2 separate regions of the Mus musculus genome follow, and region 2 is linked to region 1. A link is a contact called in public HiChIP or PLAC-seq data. All regions are on one chromosome and are shown on one strand. The core of a region is the stretch at or near the end of the contact, and the rest is flanking DNA. Distances in the headings are between cores, read along the strand shown.

Region 1 (2,700 bases), core at 42-2,541:
TCTGCAGTCTGAGATAATGGAGGCAGAACACACGGAAGTATGTAACGTGTGAGGGTGTCACAATGCACGGGGCAATCGACAGCGTGGAAATCTTCAGTTAAGACTGATTCCAAGTGTGGGGAGAAGTAGCTCAGGGGAGAACCTGTCTCGGATGGCGAGGAGGTAGGCTCAAACCTCAGAACCAAGAAAATAACACACACACACGCACACGCACACGCACATGCACACCCCAATTCAAAATACCTAGTGACGTTGGCACTTTGGGAGCCACCTAACCACTTGGCAAGCCTATTGTATTCTTGTGGCAGAGACAGAAGCTACGTCCCAGTGAGTGGATTTGGAAATACAGAGAAGAGAGCCCTGATGGAGACAACGGGTGGCAATTTTCCTTAAAACATAGCTGTGCAGAAAAGCACAGTCCAAGAGAGATGTAGGGTTAAAAAATTTTAAAGACCGACACGAACAAACTGTGGGTGCAATGCAGCAAGAAATGTGGAAGGTTTAAGATCCAGATAAACAAAAAACTACCTGAAGACGCATAAGACCCTTAGTATTGAAAGGGCAGGCATTTTTTTGTAAGTGGGCTTTCCACATCTGATACTCCTTCGGTTTCTCCTTGAAGCTGAAGGCAGGGGATGGAAAGTAGGGGTGGGTTAAGAGCAGGACTGGAAAAGGAAGATGTCCGACAGCATCTGTAGCTATAGCTAGGAGGGTGCAGATCAGCAATGCCTCACTAAAAGACTGCCCCCTCAGCATTTTATGTGCCGAGGGTCTCAGCACCAGAAAGCCCGGAAGGCCACAGGGAGGCCTGCAGGGAAAAAAAAAATGCTATGATGTAGGTTAAGTCCAGGCCCGCCTCTCAGAGTTATATAACTTCCTGGGCCAAAGCCTTGTCTGAGCCTCTTCCCCAAAACCCACCGCAGCCCATCTCGCGCGGGGCTGCAGCAAGAGGAGGGCGAGGGGTCTCGTCCCGCGCCGTCCGAGCCCGGGTGACCGCAGGTGGCGGCGACTCTGCAGTCGTGGCAGTTCAGAGTCCAGCACCCGGCCCCACGCGCGGGAAAGAAGCTCCACGGGCACGCAGCGGGGGGACTGAGGGTGCGGAGCGGAGTGCTGGCCCGGCAGGGGAGGGCGACGGCGCGGGGACGTTACCTCCAACATGCCTCTCCTGCTCGCCCCGGCCGTGTCGATGAGTGTGTTGTCCAGGTCAAAGAAGACCGCGCGGACCCGACTCAGCCCCATAGCCTCGGCAACCCAAGCAGCGCGCGAGCCGCTTCTGCCGCGCCGCGCATGCGCAAGGCGGTCAGGAACACCTGGGCGGAGTCTCGGAGGTCACCTGACCCTTCCAAAGCTCCGGGGTCTCCGTGGCAAGATCGCGCGAGATTCGGACACTAAATTTTATAGGGTGCGCGTGCACGAGAGGTGGATGAGTGTTATCAAGGCTTACTGCTGTGTGTGGGTGGATGGTCCTCTCCGTTAATGGCTTGGTGGGCTTGCTTAGGGCTGAGAAGGACATCCGAGCCGTACTGGAGAAACTCTCCAGACCCTTGGCTGGCCTGTCTTTCTATGGTGACCGCACAGTCTCCATCAGGAGATGGGGCAGGAGAGTGTGCCCACCAACCTCGGAACCTAGCTGCCCGGTGACTTTAGCGCTTCACTTCTTGCCCACAGCCTTGTAGGAACTAGAGCCTTCATCTGAACATCCTTTGAAAGATGCTTAGAAGAACTGAAGAGAAATGGGAGTCTCTGCAGTGTCTGCCGAATGGTTGTTCTTAAAAATGTGTATTTGTGTTTCTGTGTACGTGAGTGCCTGCAGAGGACAGACGAGGTCGTCCTGGAGCTGCAGTTGCGGCGGCTGTGAGCTGCCCACTGTGGGTGCTGGGAACTTGGGTCCTCTACAAGAGCAGTATGAGTTCTTAACCAGTGAACCATTTCTCCAGCTCCTTTCCCTCCATCTTTACTCATTTTTCTGAAACTCTGCAGCCCAAGTCTTGTGTGCCTATTAATTGCATGGTTTTCTGTAATTTCTAGCAAGGAACCGAGACTGTCTGTTAAGAACCCCACAAGATAAGTAACAAGGTTTGCCTTCTGTTGGTTGAAATCAACCTCTAATCCTTTTTTATTGATGAAATTTGGAGTCACTTTCACTAACCTGGAACTTATTGGGTCAGCCAATGCCACAGACCTGGTTCTGAGCTTTCGAATTAGGATTGGTTCTTACATTGTAAGTTATTCAGAGAAAATGAGAAAGTATTTCATAACATGTGAGAATTGATTAAATTTAATTGTCTATAGTTTCAGTTTTTGTTGTTTGTTTGTTTGTTTTGAGACAGTGTCACATTGAGTAACTGATTGGCCTGGAGCTAGCTGTGTAGACCATGCTGGCCTCAAATTCAGAGTGATTTGCCTCCCTCTGTCTCCCAAGTGCTAGTTCTCCCAAGTACCACCACATCTGGCTTGAATTAACTTCAACTAAGATCTTTGTCTATACTTGAATGATACTGGCTCCAAGTGGCTTCTGTTCATAGTGAACTGTACCCTACCTGGGTAATATATACAAATTGTGAAAAAATGGCTGGGCCTCCAGCCAGTCAGGCCCAAACCGCCAAAACTATGTAAGGTAAAGGCTGACTTCAGCCAGTCATATTGTTCTTGTCTTTTCATTGGCTACAAATTTAACTTTGAGCTGTATTGTGTTCATAA
Region 2 (2,730 bases), core at 204-2,703, 700 kb after region 1:
ACTGGTAAGGTAAAGAAAGGTAAAGCTAGCTGTCTTCTATAGACAAAATCCTGAGGCTAGAAACATTCCTTAATGGCCACTGGGCTCACCCTAGTGCCTCTGGGCTAGAATGCAACCAACCAACCAACCAACCAACCAAAACTGCACACATAAACAGGTCATTCTCTCTTTATAATCTTCAGACTCCCACAACACAATGCCAATTTTTCTAACTCGTATCTATGGCCATCTCCATGGCCCTCCACTGACCTTATCTCACACGGCTACAGAGCTCTCATGGGGAGTAGCCGTGCCCTCAATAAGGAGACCAATCAATGCCTGTTTGTTCAAGTCAACAAACATGTTCTTGAGATCAAATATTACAAGCCCAGCTCTATAGCACTGGAGGCAAAAAAGCAAAGAGAAAGTGGGCAGCATGACTCTTTAGCTGCTGAGTTGGTATTACCCAGTCAAGTGCGTGCTTTGTTCCTCTCATCACCCACAGAAGGAGGGTGGCAGGAGGCAGCTAGAGGACCAACACAAATACCTGCTGAGTCCAGCAAGCATTACTAATCTGCTGGCCACAGGCTGGAAAATAAAACTCTCTAGTAGATAAATTAACAGTTAATGGCCTCTCAATTTTTAACTAATTAATTAAAAAAAATTTTTTTTTGGCTTCTACCCTGAAAACGCATACCCATCAGCAGAGAATGGAGGCAAGGGCAGCCTGAGCCCAGAAAGTACTTCAGGAGAACGGACAGCAAGAATCAAACGCAGCATTCAAGTCTGAAATCCAAACACTGTCCCCTCGAAGAAGGGGTCCTAGAATATGGCTGAGTAGGTCAAAGTTCACTGCCACACCAGTGCTTGAATCCAGATGCTTGGAGTTGAGGGTGTAGCACGGAGTATTCTACGGCAGATGCTTTGGGTAAACTGGTGGATGAGGACCTTGAGGAAGCTACTAGCCTGTCTCAGTCAGATCCACACAACCCCGGCTGTGTCGGGGACGCCTTTACACGTCCGTTCCCGAGTTTACACGCACGCTGTGCCCGTTGTCGGCACCAGCACCAGGCGCGCTAAAGTGCGGCATCAGAAGCCTCGCTCGGGCCCTGGCTTTGGCACGGTCAGGGCAGGCCTTTGGGCCTCGGGCTGCAGACTCCCCTCCACCCGCGTACCTGGTCGCCCGTGCCCAAGGCATAGTAGCCGTTTGTCACCACTTCCCAGTGCAGGAAGCAGACGAGTGCGTCCTGCGGGCAGCTCATGGATGGAGCGGCCGACGCGAAGAGAACCTCGAGACCCGCCATGGATGTTTGCGGCTTCTGTGGGAAAGGAAGAAAAGGAGGGGACTATGCAGAAAGCCGCTCCGCCTAAGAGAAGCGGGACCGCGAGCGGCAGCGACGCCTTTTGATGCCGCCTTCGCTTTCGGCTCTGTCCGCACCTGCGCGGAAAAGTGGAAACGCGGAAACGCAGAGACGCGCACCGGAAATACTTGTTGACTTTGTGCGTGCTCCGGGCTGGAAACACCTGCACCGAACTAGAAGGTTCCACTAAGAAGCGCGCAGGCTAGGGCTTATCTTCTCAAAGCCTTTTTGCCTGCAGCAGGCGACTGCTGAGTGCCAGGCTGTTCGTTCCTGGGGAGAGACTGCCTTCTACCAACTACAGTAGACTTCTCATCTGCGAAGTGGAGTGTGTACTAGGCCGGGGGAAAATTTAGGCAATCTGTCTTAGATGTTTTCATCGTAATTTATTAGCATGCCTGCAGTACTTCTTGCCTGATAGCACTTTATTCTACATGCTAAACTTTAATGCATTTATCAAAATTTCCAGATCCAGTATTATACAGTTGGTATTGATGACAGTACTCTGCCACTACATAGATTTGGAAATCGTGTCACAATCAGCCAGTGAGCAATAGAGGTGCCCCTGGGAACTGGTAATTTGGTCTCTAGGATAGCATTTATATGTATGTTGATTGCATGCTAAATCCTGTGCCAAAACCTTTACATCCCCTCTCAACAAATTCATGGGGTATATTTTATTACCCATCCTCACTTTGCGAGTGATATAAAGAGCAGAAAGAGTGAAATGACTTCACCCAAGTAAACACAGCTTTTGACCACATCTAGAGCCCAGAGATAACTGACAAATGCTAGCCACTTGTGCCCCAATCTCCATCAAGATTTTTTTAACCACCTGTTGTTTCTCCATGTTTCTTGAAGTCCAATACTTTTTTGTAGACAAATAAATTTTGCCATGTTGGTTGGTACCATGACCCAAACCATTGTCATTTTTTTTTTCTTGGTTGCCTGGCATCAGCCTTGTATGCTACACTGGTTTCACCCTACAACCAGAGAGATTCTGTTAAAACACAGGGAAGACCATGTTCCTTAGGCCCAAGCCACACCTCAAAGGCGAAGTTCACTCTAGGTCTGTCACCCTCTCACTCCACAGGCCCTGTGCCTTTCTGATATCACCTCCAAGTGTCCTTTCATTCTCTGATCTCCTTGGCTCCAGTGACCTTGACTTCTCTCAGCTCTCATGCCTAGGTTAACATGCCACAGGTCTTGCCCTGATGGAACTTTGTAGTGTTTCTTTTTAATAGACAAAAAGCAATCCAGTATGAAATCTGTCATTTGGGGGTGCTGAGAGAGCTATACAAGGCCCACAGGAAGCCTATGTTCCAAGCAAGGATCAGGAAGGGTTTCTTGGATTAAGAAATGGCCAATTGCACAGAACTCTCATGGAAGAATA

The links. HiChIP or PLAC-seq counts read pairs in DNA pulled down with a chosen protein or histone mark.
Region 2: a contact with region 1 is called in an HNF4G HiChIP or PLAC-seq map of pancreatic cancer cells. The contact joins the promoter of Psmf1 here to the promoter of Nanp in region 1. A contact is called at or near these places in 2 of 39 promoter capture datasets (erythroid cells and pre-B cells), 2 of 484 Hi-C or Micro-C datasets (the G1E-ER4 cell line and LSK cells) and 1 of 115 datasets of contacts at active chromatin or transcription factors (pancreatic cancer cells).

Annotation. Positions count from the first base shown.
Region 1 is chr2:151,038,088-151,040,787 of GRCm38.p6, forward strand. Nanp (N-acetylneuraminic acid phosphatase) reads right to left here and starts at 1,292. Exons shown (of 2, transcript NM_026086.2): 1 at 1,150-1,292. The coding sequence starts at 1,239.
Region 2 is chr2:151,739,857-151,742,586 of GRCm38.p6, forward strand. It overlaps Psmf1 (proteasome (prosome, macropain) inhibitor subunit 1), which reads right to left and starts at 1,454. Exons shown (of 7, transcript NM_212446.2): 1 at 1,155-1,454. The coding sequence starts at 1,283.